Regions from separate parts of the Mus musculus genome. Here all the other regions are linked to region 4. The links are chromatin contacts, called in public Hi-C and HiChIP or PLAC-seq maps. All regions are on one chromosome and are shown on one strand. The core of a region is the stretch at or near the end of the contact, and the rest is flanking DNA. Distances in the headings are between cores, read along the strand shown. Region 1 holds the start of Rab7b (RAB7B, member RAS oncogene family). Region 2 holds the start of F730311O21Rik (a long non-coding RNA gene). Region 3 holds the start of Klhdc8a (kelch domain containing 8A). Region 4 holds the start of Elk4 (ELK4, member of ETS oncogene family). Region 5 has its middle 14 kb from the start of Gm29630.

Evidence for each region. A called contact is a pair of places that touch in the nucleus more often than the background predicts. HiChIP or PLAC-seq counts read pairs in DNA pulled down with a chosen protein or histone mark.
Region 1: a contact with region 4 is called in a Hi-C map of muscle stem cells, with 2.5 times the contacts expected there. The contact joins the promoter of Rab7b here to the promoter of Elk4 in region 4. A contact is called at or near these places in 1 of 39 promoter capture datasets (the 3T3-L1 cell line) and 1 of 484 Hi-C or Micro-C datasets (muscle stem cells).
Region 2: a Hi-C map of pro-B cells shows a contact between it and region 4, with 3 times the contacts expected there. The contact joins the promoter of F730311O21Rik here to the promoter of Elk4 in region 4. A contact is called at or near these places in 14 of 39 promoter capture datasets (the 3T3-L1 cell line, 3T3-L1-derived adipocytes, the C10 cell line and 8 more), 2 of 15 datasets of contacts at CTCF or cohesin (the NIH/3T3 cell line and embryonic stem cells), 27 of 484 Hi-C or Micro-C datasets (B cells, the C10 cell line, the G1E-ER4 cell line and 13 more), 13 of 115 datasets of contacts at active chromatin or transcription factors (the 230-238 cell line, embryonic forebrain, embryonic stem cells and 7 more) and 2 of 9 other capture datasets (adipose tissue and embryonic stem cells).
Region 3: a contact with region 4 is called in an H3K27ac HiChIP or PLAC-seq map of epiblast stem cells, with 2.9 times the contacts expected there. The contact joins the promoter of Klhdc8a here to the promoter of Elk4 in region 4. A contact is called at or near these places in 6 of 39 promoter capture datasets (the 3T3-L1 cell line, embryonic stem cells, hippocampal neurons and 2 more), 1 of 15 datasets of contacts at CTCF or cohesin (the NIH/3T3 cell line), 13 of 484 Hi-C or Micro-C datasets (the G1E-ER4 cell line, Sertoli cells, cumulus cells and 5 more), 11 of 115 datasets of contacts at active chromatin or transcription factors (the NIH/3T3 cell line, bone marrow-derived macrophages, embryonic stem cells and 5 more) and 4 of 9 other capture datasets (adipose tissue, embryonic stem cells, liver and 1 more).
Region 5: a contact with region 4 is called in an H3K27ac HiChIP or PLAC-seq map of embryonic stem cells, with 15 read pairs. The contact joins the enhancer-like site here to the promoter of Elk4 in region 4. A contact is called at or near these places in 1 of 15 datasets of contacts at CTCF or cohesin (the NIH/3T3 cell line), 4 of 484 Hi-C or Micro-C datasets (the G1E-ER4 cell line and embryonic stem cells), 9 of 115 datasets of contacts at active chromatin or transcription factors (embryonic stem cells, epiblast stem cells and trophoblast stem cells) and 3 of 9 other capture datasets (adipose tissue, embryonic stem cells and pancreatic islet).

Annotation. Positions count from the first base shown.
Region 1 is chr1:131,687,389-131,690,088 of GRCm38.p6, reverse strand. It overlaps Rab7b (RAB7B, member RAS oncogene family), which reads right to left and starts at 1,394. Exons shown (of 6, transcript NM_145509.3): 1 at 1,254-1,394.
Region 2 is chr1:132,340,484-132,343,183 of GRCm38.p6, reverse strand. It overlaps F730311O21Rik (a long non-coding RNA gene), which reads right to left and starts at 1,254. Exons shown (of 4, transcript XR_878527.2): 1 at 1,117-1,254; 2 at 783-873.
Region 3 is chr1:132,297,359-132,300,066 of GRCm38.p6, reverse strand. Klhdc8a (kelch domain containing 8A) reads right to left here and starts at 1,441. Exons shown (of 5, transcript NM_144810.5): 1 at 415-1,441. The coding sequence starts at 790. It overlaps Gm51645 (a long non-coding RNA gene), which reads right to left. Exons shown (of 4, transcript XR_003947998.1): 4 at 2,686-2,708.
Region 4 is chr1:132,006,300-132,008,999 of GRCm38.p6, reverse strand. It overlaps Elk4 (ELK4, member of ETS oncogene family), which reads right to left and starts at 1,380. Exons shown (of 5, transcript NM_007923.3): 1 at 1,060-1,380.
Region 5 is chr1:132,263,456-132,266,155 of GRCm38.p6, reverse strand. No RefSeq gene overlaps it. Among named protein-coding and RNA genes, the nearest start is that of Gm29630, 14 kb to the left of the region's middle. Within about 2 kb of position 1,420, at least 76 of the 459 cell types and tissues checked have an H3K27ac peak or open chromatin away from gene starts, as enhancers often do. A contact at or near this core is called in the G1E-ER4 cell line, the NIH/3T3 cell line, embryonic stem cells and 2 more, where this site is marked.

The DNA of each region.
Region 1 (2,700 bases), core at 145-2,644, 320 kb after region 4:
AAGCACACCCACAGTGCTGGTTTCGGAAGGCTCCTCGTTCTCACTCTTTAAGCTCTTTGGGGAAATGTTTGTCCTGCTTCCCCAAGTAGACTACCGGTACCCTAGACAGTACCTCTTATCTCACTCTACCCCGCCTGTCCCCAAAGCATGGTCACTGATGCTGTGGATACAGAAACTTCCCTGAAGAGTGACAATCCATCCACGTGTCCTTTCTAATGCATGTATCCATTCATTCATCCATCCAGGTGTCTGTCTATCCACACACTCACATAGTGCACACCCGCTAAGCAGAAGCACAGTATATGTCTAAGGATACTCACAAACTACTATCTCCATAAGACCTTTGTAGTGGGGGACTGACCTATAAGCCCAAAGCAATTCTTTTTTATCAATAAAGAAGCAGTTTATAGAACACTTACAATTTACAAAATGCTATTATAGCCCAATGGATTCTATAGTCAGTACTAGTTGGTGGGCTGGTAAGATGGATCAGCAGGTAAAAGTACTCGCTAGAACCCATGTAAGGGTAGAAGGAGAAAATCAACTCAACAGAGCTGTCCTCTGACCTCCACAAATGTGCTGTGGTAAGTATGCATGCCTATCATTCACATAAAACGTAACACCACACACACACACACACACACACACACACACACACACACACACACCAAACAACAACAAACTAGGTTAGTAGCCAGCTTAGAGTAGAACCTGGACCTGCCCACTTCTGTTCATTAGCTCCTACATGGTAGCTCTTCACCTGGAGAAATTCTTATGGATTAGAACAAGAGGAATATTTTCCTATTTTGAGAGCTCATCTTTCTCTGATAGCTTCCAAATCTTCATCCTAGATGGCCCCCTGTCTGTGGGCCAAGGAGCTGCCAGATTCCGTAGGACCCAACCCTTTTAGAAGGTTTTGGTTTCTTCCAGGCCCTGCGGGTCTAGAGGCATAATGAGAGCCTCCTTTGAGCTGCCTGTCCTGTCTGGTATTGCTGCCTTTGCAGGTTCCCAGGCTGGGCCCCGCTCCCTGTGATTGGCAGGGAAGTCCTTTCTCCACCTCACTCAGGAACTTTCTGCAGTGCAGGGGTCTTCGGGTTGGATTAAAATTCCGCACCTGCCAGATTCTTAGCCTCATTTCTGTACCTGGTTTCTTTTCCTCTTCACCAGCAGACGAACAGTTCCGGCGCAGATGGGCACATGCAAGGACAGATGGGCTGCCAGGCCCCTTCCAGGCATGGCTGTACGACACTCACCTCACACAGGTGGGAGTTCTAGGTCTGGGTCTCTCTTCTAGGAGTGGCAGTTTCAATCTGGCCAGTATTGAGAACGCAAACGGTTTTGGTGAGAGGCCACTTCCCTCTGAGTTTTCCTCCTCTCTTTCTGTGCACAGACTTGGGAAAGTTGCAAAAGAGGCTGGGCCAGCGTGACCTCAGCTGTGTGGGTGGAGGAGGCGGAGTGCACAGGGAAAGCCAGCGAGGCTTCAGAGCTGTGTGCATTCAGGGCACCAGGCATATTCAGTTCATCAGGATTCTGATCCCAGGGGATGAGGGACGGCAGGTTTGAGTTGGGGAACTTTTGGACACAGGGCTTGAGAGGTGACACGTCCAATTTATGAGCTTGTAGGGACATCTGCCTCTGTCCATGGGAGTCTCAGGAAAGGAGCCCTTTGTTTGTTTCCCAAACAGTTGTGGAGCAGATTGGGTCCAGCCACCAGTGACCCAGTGAGGTTGGAAGATGGTCTGCTTTTAGGCCTTGTCCTCACCCCACACATCTCTCTCTCTCTCTCTCTCTCTCTCTCTCTCTCTCTCTCTCTCTCTCTCTCTCACACACACACACACACACACACACACGCACAGTATATAACACATGCACATGCATACACACAGAAAATATACACTATCCAACACCCTGCCACACTATACATGCATAACACACTTATACTTCATATGCACACCCTTGCATCCCTTGTGCCACACTCCTCACACACACATGAAACAAGATCCATTCCCTCATCACATCCATTCTATACCACCCACACCCCTACTCCATTCATATAGAATATACCCATCACACACGCACACCACACAACATACACATACCATACTACACTACCACATACATACACCACACATGCACACCACACCACACACCATACCGCACCACATATGCACAGCACACATGTATACCACACACCATACCTCACCACATATGCACACCACACCACATCAGACTTGTAAGAGGTGAGGTGTGTCCTGGCACCCCACAATCCCACACTGGGCCTCTCTGGTTAGGTTGTTGCCCAACCTGAAACACCTAGAAGAAGATGGTAATTTAAGATGCTGTTAGCATACAGTTAATGTGGGCATCTCATTTCACTGTTGTGGACTGTGCCTTGCGTATAATTGGCAGATGAAAGGCAGATGGAGTGAGTTTAGACACGACTCCCCAGATCTCAGGGGGGTCCCCTTAAGGTGTATCTAATGCGCTTCACATTCCTCACAAGTTAGGACTTTGTCTCTTTGTAGACATATTCCTTTGATTACTGTCCTGTCAGAAAGTTCTTCCCGGTTCCATAGTGCTCTCTCTCTCTCTCTCTCTCTCTCTCTCTCTCTCTCTCTCTCTCTGATGGGGCTTTCCAGCCACCATGTGTCTAAACCAGCCATAGAACCCTGCATTTGGAAAGCAGATGGGTAGCCTTGG
Region 2 (2,700 bases), core at 5-2,504, 330 kb before region 4:
TAATTTGTTTTATTTATTTATTTATTTATTTATTTATTTATTTATTTATTTATTTATTTATTTTTGAGACACAGTTTCTCTGTATAGCCTTGGTTGTCCTGGAACTCAATCTGTAGACCAGGTTGGTCTTGGATTCATAGAGATCTGCTTGCCTCTGCCTCCCAAGGACTGGGATTGAAGGTGAGCTCCACCACACCCAGTTTAGCCAGTTAATTTTACTTTACTCCACAGAGCAAGCAAGCAGTGTGGGGGACAGAGGCAGCAGCTGGAGAGGTACATTGGGGTCAGGTGGTGACCTTTGACTCCTGTGCAGGCTGGCCTAGGCTGTTGGTACAGCACTCTGGTGGCAGAGGTGTGGGGATGGTGGCAAATTCAAGTCCAGCCCAGGCTGTGGCTGTTATCCAGTTGTTAGAGTGTTTACCTATCCAAAGATCTGCACCCAGTAGGGTAGCAGACAGCACCCAGTAGGGTCTAAAGATGGAGTTTCGTGGAGGGGCACTACAGGAATGACATCTGAACTCTCACCAAGGAAGGGAGTCAGTGACCCAAAACAAAGGTCTAGATTTGGTCCTTAGCTCTATAGAAACCTGGCATGATGGGGGAATGCCCGCCTGTGAGGGGGAGCTGGGGAGGATCGAGAATTCAAGGTCATTCTCAGTTACAGAATAAGGTCAAGGTCAAAGCCAGCACAAGCTATAAGCCTATCTACCAAAAAGAAAGAAAAAGAGAAACAAGAAGTCCTTCACCTTATAAAAGTTACAATTTCACAAGGACTTACTTACCTCTCCTCCCCTGGACCTCCAGGCTTTGAAGGGCAGTGTATATTCTGTTTAGTTCAGGACTCCCGGGGTTCAGCACCACACCCAGTATGCACTAAAGGAGGAAGAAAACAAAGCATGCTTGACGACCTGATTTCTAGGGCACACCTGTCTCTCTTACCAGACTGAGAGCCCCAGAGCTCCCTATGGTGACCCTAGAGACTCACATCAGCCCCTGCTCTGCTGAGTATCCTGAGGCCACCTTTCTTTCCCTTTGGGGGGTCATTTCTACCCCCAAATACATATCTTAAGATTTTTCTCCCAAGGCCTGAACTCCTGCTGCCCCGGCTATACTTACTTGCTGAGGCTCACCCAACCCTCCAGATTCACCCCACAGCTCCACACCCTCAGCCACCCCCCTTGGCCCAAAGTGAGGGGGGTGGGGTAGCCAGATGATCTCAGCACCTCCTGCTCTGACATCCTCTCTGGGGACTTCAGGCGTCCCCTGCCTCCACCCAGTGTCACTTCCTCATTTTGGCAGGAACTCCACTGATAATCTCGTTCACTTTCCACCACTTCCTGTGTTTTATGTGAATCCTCCTGAGCTCAGCTACAGAAGATGAGTCTCTTGGCTGTAAAGATAGCCCTAAATGTCTAAAGGCTTCCCACTAGGTCCTGGGAACACTCAGTTTTGTCTTCGTTTGGTTTGGTTTGTTGTTTTGTTTTGTGCTTCAAGACAGGGTTTCTCTGTGTAGCCCTGCCTGTCCTGGAACTTGCTCTGTAGACCAGGCTGGCCTCAAACTCACAGAGATCCACCTGGCTCTGCCTCCTGAGTGCTGGCATCAAAGGTGTGTGCTACCATCTTCCAGTTTGCCACACTCACCTTTTTAAAGCTGTCCAGAATGGGAGATTCTCTCATCCTGTGGGTCAGTAGCCCAAGGCAATAGCCCAAGATCTTCCTATTGTCTAACCTCAATCTTCCTGATGTTAGGATTTCCAGATTGGGAAAACGAAAATACAGGACACTTACTCAGTTTTGAGTTTGAGGGAGACACTGGGTAAAAATTCTAGTTAAACATCTCCCCTTCTATATCAGAACAAAAGTCATTTGGACTTAAAGGTGTAGCTTGGTAGTGTAGCTTGGTGGAAGCGCACATACTTAGCATAGACTTAGGGTCCTGGGGAAACAGCTCAGACAGCAAGACTGCTTGCTTTCCAAGCATGAGGGTTTGCGTTCAAATGCCAAGCACTCACGTAAAGAGCTGGGTGTGCCTTTGTGACCCTATAACACCCGGACTGTGGGAGGCAGATGGAGAATCATTGGGGCTTGCTGGCTGCCGGCCTAACTTCAGGTTCAGTGAGAACCCTGTCTTAAGGGAATAGGGAAGAGAGCAATAGTCAAAACTCCAATCTTCAGGTCTCCACATACTTAAACATGGGCATGGACATCCACCTACCCACATGAATATCCATGCATGTTCTCTCTCTCTCTCTCTCTCTCTCTCTCTCTCTCTCTCTCTCTCTCTCGTGCGTGAATGCGTGTGTGTGTGTGTGTGTGTGTGTGTGTGTGTGTGAGTGTGTGTGTGTGTGTGTGTGTGTGTATGTGTGTGTGTGTGTGTGAGAGAGAGAGAGAGAGAGAGAGAGAGAGAGAGAGAGAGAGTGTATGCACCATGTGAGTGCCTGGTGCCCTTGGAGGCCAGGAAAGGGTGTCAGATTGCCTGGAACTGGAGTTAGAGACAGTTGTGAGCCACCACGTAGGTGCTGGGAACTGAACCTGTGTCTGATGTAAGAACAAGCGCTCTTAATGGCTGCAGCATCTCTCCAGTCCCATACTCAGCATAATCATGTGAATATTCTCTTTCTTTTTTATATATTCTTTTTTTTATAAACAGGCTCTCACTCTGTAGGCCAAGGTAGCCTCAAACTTGTGATCTTGCCTGTT
Region 3 (2,708 bases), core at 192-2,691, 290 kb before region 4:
TGGTAATGGTAGAAGGATGGGGTGAGCATCCTCAGGGACCTACACAGGTAGGTTTGGGGGAGGGGACAGGCGGCCAAGGGCAAATGTGGTCATTCGGCTGAATGCCAGGGTCTGCAGAGTCATTGCAGATAACCCCGTGGCTCACACCTTGGCTCTCCCTCTGCAGTGGCCTGCCCAGCTTGCTGGAGCTGACTCCTGGCATCAGATGGAATTCCTAGACATTTCACCTGCTCAGTGTCCCTTTCCAATCTGTAAAGTAAGGGCAGTGGGTCTCTAGTTTTAGTGCTTAATGTAAGGCTCGAATGTTATAGGGAATGTGTATTGGCCACCCAAATCATGTTGCCTTACACCCGTGTCCCCCGTGACCCTTTACTTTCTTCCCTAATGCCCACCCTCAACCCTGGCCCCACTTGCCTTTGGCTGTGACAGAAATGCCCATGGCAGCCTCGCGCAAGACGCTTCTCTTCTTCCACTTGCCCTCATCGATGTTGTACATTTCCACGACCTTCACAGGCAGTTGATTGGTGCCCACACCCCCGATCACCATAATCCGCTTTCCTAGGGCAGTGATCGCTACCCCGGCCCGGGCTGTGGGCAGGGAGGGCAGGGAGGTCCACTGGTCGGCCTCGGGGGAGTAGACCTCGAAGCAGTCCATAGGGACGCCATTGTCATCACATCCCCCGATGGCATAGACCTGCCCCCCAGTCTCCAGCAGTGAGCAATAGACCCGGCGGCTAGGCAGTGGAGCAAGGCGCTTCCACTGAAAGTCCTTGACATTGGGCACTTCCATGGCAGCCCGGGGGAGGGCCCTGCTCGAGCGCCCCCACAGCGTCCGGGCAAGGTCCAGCCCCGGGGCCCGCGGGCTACACGGCGCCGGTCGGCGCGTCCCCTCTCTCAGCCTCCATCTCGCGCTGCACGGGCTCCCTGCCGACGCCCGCTGGCTTCTCCGGGTCCCTTGGGTGTCAGCGGGGCAGCGACGTCCACGCCTGGCTCCGCGGAAAGAACCTGGCGAATCTAGGGCAGCAGGGCGCCGGCGGTAGCTCACCCTTGGTCAACTTTGCAGGATGCGCCCCGCCCCCGCCCGGTCCCCCGGAGCTCGGAGCCCACCCCACCGCGCGTGGGCGCCGCGCTCGCCCAGCACTAGCTCCCGGGCGGCGCCTACAGCCGCGCGAAGCTTTCACGGTCCGCCTGGCAGCCGCGGAGCGGAGGACAGCGCTCCCTGCCCTTCCCAGCCCGCACGCCGCCGTCACCCGCGCAGGAGAGCGGTCGCCAGAAGCCGAGCTCCGGCCGGAGGACGCGGGTTCCCCGCACCGCCTCCCCGCAGCTTCCACACCTGGGCAGGAGCCCACGCGCCCCGAGGCGGAGGCTGTGGCCTGTGCGTCAGCCCCGGGCGACCAGGGCGAGCGAGGGCAGGGCCTGCAGTGTCTACAGGGTCGGAGACAGCCGGAGCAGGAGCCGGGTGCCCAGATGACAGGCAGATCCTGCCAGCGTGGGGGCGGGCGTTTGCGAGTGTTTGTTTTGGGTGAGGAGGCGGAGAGGCCAATTACCCGGTTTGTCTACAGTACACAGACCCAGTTCGTGACAGGCTGGCTTTGTTTGGGGGGAGGTATGCTCACATGGTCTAACCTCAGAAGCCAGTTAGGAGGCACAGATGTGGCAGGGATCTGCCGATCTAACAATTCTCACTCGTGTGCATGTAATTCACACAGAATCTTCTTTCCCTCCTAAGTGGAGACGTCCACAAAGCCTCAAATAAAGTCACAGACAGGGAAACCACAGCTGAACACACCAATAGACAAGCTGGGAGGACCTCACCTTCCAAACCCTTGTGCATCTGTAGTGTGCAAACCTGATTAACAAATCCCGGCCCTTAGCAGCAACTGCAGGACTGGGTGGATGGTCTCTCAAACCACCCAGCAACAGACCCTTCAGAACTGTAGTACCCAGTAATTCAAGTACCCATGATATACCGGACCACCTAGCAGTGTCTCCCCAAGCCCACGGGGTCCTCCTCTCTGGCTTCCTTCCATTCAGAAAGGCTCAAGCTCGGGAACCTGACAGACTGCTGTTCAAATGTTTGCTCTGGAAAACTTAGCTTCAGTTTCTACTCTGAGTCTGTGAGTGAGTGTGTGTGTGTGTGTGTGTGTGTGTGCGCGCACACACACACACACATACACATACTCACGTGCTTATATGTTGGTATGCATTTCCTCTCACTGTTGGGGATGGATCTCAGAGATGTGCACACGCTAGGCACTAAACTTTTATTTGTGATAAACTATAGAGTCACATGTGGTTGTAAGAAAGGAGTATTCTTTATCCGGTTTTTCCCAGTATTAAAATCCCACCAAGCTATAGGACAATGCCATAAACAGAGTATATTTTCATTACAGGGCTCCCACGTCACCTTTTGATATCTGGTAGGAGGACTCTATGATCCCCAGCCCCTGACAGCCCATGTCTGAAGCCTTGTCATTTCAGCCACGTTGTACAAGGGGCTGGGAATGGAGCTCACTCCTGGAGTATCATTGTTGAAAGAATCAATAGCTCTCTCTCTCTCTCTCTCTCTCTCTCTCCCTCCCTTCACCCCCTCTTTGTTTTCCTCAGTATGCCTGGAACTCACAATCTCCCTGCTATAGCCTCCAATTCTCCTCCCCACCCCACCCCCCAGCTTCCCATTTATTGAGGAAGGGTCTCTCACAGAAATC
Region 4 (2,700 bases), core at 131-2,630:
ACAAGAAGGAAGGAGAGGAGGCTGAAAGCAACGGTGAGAGCCACAAGAGGATATTAAATGTATACTTTTTTTTTACCTTTTTGTGCTGGTGACTGAAGAGTACATCCCCTGCCTCAAATATATAATGGTGTCCCAAAAGTTAAGACAATATTTCCCCCCCAAAAATGTAACAAACTCCACGTAAGCAGTTTCCATTTTAAAATAAAACCAAAGATCAAAGAACAAAGAGTTCCTACAAGGAAAAGTTGAATCATACTCTTTTAAAAACACCACTCCTAGCCGGAAATACAGAAGCCCCACGTTCTGTGCATGGGGGGGAAGAGAGAAGAGCTCTGACCTTAGAACGGCAGCCATTCTACTGAAAGACTCTTACTTAAATGACCTAACCTTCACATTGCAAGGGCTCGAGAAAATGCCAACCGTGTCTTCTGAGTTCACCCAACAAATTCCCCCTTATTTCCTTGCCGATGCCCGTTAAAACTCCTCCCCTCAAAGATGTTTCCAATGCTTTTCCGAGGAAAAGCTTGCCACAGCTGTACAGGAAGCGAGGAGGACTGATGAAAAGTAGAGAAAGAAAAACCTGTGGCCGGATGGACAGCGAGCTTGGGGAAGGGAAGAATGCGGCGTGAGGCCGCGCGCCCCGAGATCAAAGTGCGGGGAGACGCAGACCTCCGGCCCGTGGGCGAGCCAAGAAAGCACTTTCACTTTCCAACTTCCTGCCACTCCGGCAAGTTAAAACCGTTCCCCTCTGCCCCACCCAGGCAACAAAAAACCGCTGCCACCTTCCGCCCAAGGGACTTCTCACGACCCACCGAGGTGCGGGCAAGGCGGAGGGGGCGCTCCGGCGAGCACCTGAGCTCCACCGAGCTGCTCCCCCAAGGAGAGCGCGCCAGCGGGCCCCGCCCACCCACCAGGTCCCACCCTCCCGCCACCAAGCTCCGCCCCTCCCTCCGCCCGGTGCACTTCCTGCCGCGCCCGCAACCTCCGCCCGGCCCGCGCGGAAACCTGGCTGAGGGGCGGTGGTGCGAGACCCCGACGGGGCGTGGGCGTGCTGCTCACCAGGCAGGGCACGGGACTCCTCGGCCTTGAACGCGGTGCGAGACTCTGTCGCCCACCGCTCCTCACACTCGGACCTCAAAGACCGCGCGGCGAACAGTGGCGACCCCCGCGCCGGGGCCCGAGAAAGCGGCGGCCGAGCCGAGCCAGCCGCGTGCCCGCAGCCGCCCGCATCTCCCGCTGCCGCAGGTCTCGAGCCCCGCCCTCGCACACGCGGCCGGGACGGCGAAGTGGCTATAGTTAAGCTGCCACTCGCCGTGCGTGCGCTCGACGTTCTTCACTACGGCCGCCGTCTCCCGTCGTTCCGCGGCCTCCGCCACTCTCAAACCCCCCCCCCCCGGCACTGCCGGGGCCCTTCCTCGACGCCGAAGCAGCGCGAGCGTCACTTCCGGGGGAGGGGCCGGGCCCCAAAGCCAGTGTTTTGTTTCTGGCCCGGGGCTCCCGTACGTACCCTGTTAGTCCGTCCCGTGCACTCGCTCCGGGGACTCCTGCTCTGCCGGACATTCGTACTTCCTCGCAGGCCCAAAGTCCTGCTTAGGGCTCTCGGGGTAGCAATCTGGGCCCAGGGCTGTGGCGGCGGAGCTGACGTGTGAGGACGACGCCCACTGGTTTACATTGCGAGCTACCACCACCACTTGATCAGAATCATTGACGAATGGTCTCTCTAGAATGGGAAAAGCTTTCCCCCTTACCAACTTAGCTTGGTCCAGAGCTTTAACTTTCTTTCTTTCTTTTCTTTTTTCTTTTTCTTTCTTTTTTTTTTTTTTTTTGGTTTAGAAACAGTATTTTAACACGTAGCTCTAGCTGTTCTGAACTCATAGGAGATCCTTCTGCTTCAACTCCTGGCCCCAAGTGGTGGGATTACAGATATTTACAGATGTGCACCACCACGTCCAGTCTAAGTGACTTTACTTAAGAATCCGAAACACCCAATTCATTGCCTGTAAAGTCACTGTGAAAACCTAATTTTCAAAACTTGCAACATCCAAAGAAGGGATGCAGAAATCAACACCCAATTCCAAGGTTCACAAGTGTTCGCAGCTGAGGCAATTGAGCGTTCCATTTTGTCTCCCTGCCCCACTAAACGAATGAGTGTGTTGTTTGTTTACTTAGGCTTTTTGAGACAGTTTCTGTACTTAAAGCTCTCATGGGATTGACTGTGCCACTCAATTTGGGGTTGGACTCTCAGCAACCCTGTCTCAGTATCAACATTATGAGGATGTTAAGCGTAAGCTGGTTCTTACAAATGTGATTTGTGTTTGGAAGCAAGGTCTCATGAAGTCCGAGCTGAGGTTGACTTTGAACTCCTGATCCTGTTTCCTCCACCTCCCAAGTGATGAATTTACAGGCTTTTAACACCAAGCTCAGTTTCATATATATATAGCTATAGATATCTATATAGATATATAGATACAGATATCTATATATATAATTTTTTCTTTGATAATTTCATACATGCATACAATATATTTTAAACATAGTCCCCCTCCCTCACCTTTCTGACTCCTCCCAGATCCCCCTATGTGCCCTCTTTTTCATTGTTTCTTAACCCAGTGAGTCCAGTTAGTATTGCCCATATATGCCTGGATGTGAGACAGTCCACTAGTCCACTAGATCGTGGTCAGGGACCCACCTCTAAAGAAA
Region 5 (2,700 bases), core at 171-2,670, 260 kb before region 4:
TCACACTGAAAGAACCTAGTGGTGAAACCCCCACTCAGCTCCCGATTCGGCTTGCACCCAAGAATCACGAATAGAACACAACACCTTGATGTAACAACACGAGGTATTTTAATGGCGGAGCTCCGGGTGGAAATGTATCTAACACGGGAGACAGTGGATTCGACCACGAGGCTTGGAAGCTAGGGGTTTTTATAGAAAAGGAGTGGGGCTGGGGGAGGAATTGGCGCGGTTTCACATGATTGGTCCATTTAAACATCAGGAGCCTGTAACATTTAACTTAGGTCAGAGGGGTGGGAGATAGGGAGGTGATGGGCTTGCCCGGGCATGTCCTGGTCTGTTCTGCTATGTTCTCAGCCCCAGGTTTCAAAGCTCACAAACAACTCTTTGGGCTATTTGACATACATTACATAAATCACAGGTCTCGAGTTTTATTTCCTTTCAACACCTACTCCAACAAGGCCACACCTACTCCACAAGGCCACACCTCCTAATAGTGCTGCTCCCTGGGCCAAGCATATGCAAACCATCACACAGAGCCTGAAAAGGAGGGCTGTAAAAGACATGGGCACCTTGTAAATATCCAAGACAGAGCCATTCTTAGCGTTCCCTCTGCTGAGGAGTTACAGGGATGCACTGTCCACCTCCCTGTACATACTACTCAGTTGCCACAATGCTGCTGCTGGCTCTGGGATCCCCCGGATCTGACTACCGCCTGTTCAGCAGTCGTCACAGCCACTGGGTAGGATCCCTTGAGGCCTCTCTGCATACAGTGCTGCCTCTCACACACGCTGAATGGGCAGCTCCTGGATCCTGGCAACTGTCAGAGCCCCACACTCTAAGAACTGACTCGTGCTCCCCAAATCCCTCAGACTTTCAGCTACAGCTCCTGGGATTGCCCCTTTTTAGAAGCCTCCTTTCTCAAGCTACATGGGTGGCAGTAGAAACTAACAGGAAGACAACCCGAGAGAGACAGGCACCATAACCCCGGATGTCCTTGGGTTCACTGCAATCCTCCTGCCTCTGCTCTTGGGTTCTCAGAGCCTTGCTGAGTGTTACCTGGTACAGTTGATTCTAGAAAGTTTTTTTTTAATGCCTTGGCAAGTTCCAATTTACCCTGATGTAGACCACAATGACCTTTAAGACTCCTAGAGCAGAATCTTTCCTGATAGCCATATTGCTTAGGACTCTGTCACTCTACCCTCTGATCCTTCAGTCGCCATTGTGTCACTGGTAGGGCTATAGCAATGCTGCACCAGGCTGAGTTCTCTTATAACCTCACCCATGGTCTCCCCATTCTTTGAACCGACTCTTACTCATCCTTTGCCTTAACCATGACGTCATTTTCAAGAAGTTCCCACACCCAGTGTCTGTGGTAACTATCTCCAGACAGCCTGTGCCATCTTCAAAGGACATGACTCAGCATCTGTAACTGACTCTTGACCTCTCCATCCCAGCACCGGGCTGTGTTCCTTAAGAGCAGGAGCTGTGAGCCGGGGGTGGTGGCGCATGCCTTTAATCCCAGCACTTGGGAGGCAAAGGCAGGCGGATTTCTGAGTTTGAGGCCAGCCTGGTCTACAAAGTGAGTTCCAGGACAGCCAGAGCTATACAGAGAAACCCTGTCTCAAAAAAAACAAAAACCAAGGGGGGAAAAAAAGAGCAGGAGCTGTGTCTGCTGTTGGTATTGTTTGCCACTTTATCACAAGAGCACAGGATTGCAAATTAGTTGTTGAATTTGTATCTCTGGGTGTCCTGCACAGACAGGTTCTCTCCTTGGGAAGCAGTCTCACCATACTCCGCTCCTGAGAAACTTATCCCCCACCTCCCTCTAGCCCGAGTCCTCTCAGCGTCTATTGAAGATGGGAAAACCCAAGGTGTCTTTTTCTACTGTCACAAACCGTGCCTCTTCTGACACCTGATAAATGAGTTTCCTCCTCACATACTGAGCAATTCTGATGCCACACTCCCCAGCAGACACCAGCTGATTGTCCCCTAGTTCAGTTCTGACACTGCCTCCTGAAGAGAGGGAAAGACCCCTCAGGTGAGGGCTCCGTCCAAATATGACCTCTCCTGAGGTCTGGAGATACCATACATCCTGTGCTCTGACCAATCTGGCTCAGAAGCAGGGATTTGCAGGCCGTTCTTTGCCAACTCCTCCCTTGGGCCTGCTGTTGACCTATTATTGGAAAGGAACGGTATCCCTGTCGCCATTTTGCAGCTGTCTTCTTCGCTCTGGGTATTTCTGTTCTGCAGTCACCTCCAGGAACAACAGGGCTGAGAAACATCTGTGACTGGAATGGAATCTACCACTGCCTTCTTTCACCAAGGCCCACTTGACTAACTCTGATAATAATCAGCTAGACCCCACTCTGACTGAGGCCTTTTGTCCTGGGTCTGTCTCATGTGATTCGAATCCCTTCACCAATTCTTCTCATTTGGCTTTTTATTATTATTATTCAAATAAGGGTCTCACTCTGGAGCCATGACTGCCTTGCAACTTGCTATTGAGATGCCAAAGCTTTTAAATTCAGACTCCATTTTAGAGAACCTGACCTAAGTTTGAACTCAGGTAGACTAACAGGCTGGTATCCAGCACTAGTTTCCAAGTTGCCGCCCCCCCCCCCCAACAAAACCTGAGCCTAGCTCCAGTCTCTAGGCTAATCCCCAACAAGACCAGTGTCTCTTGGTTATCCCCCCAACAAA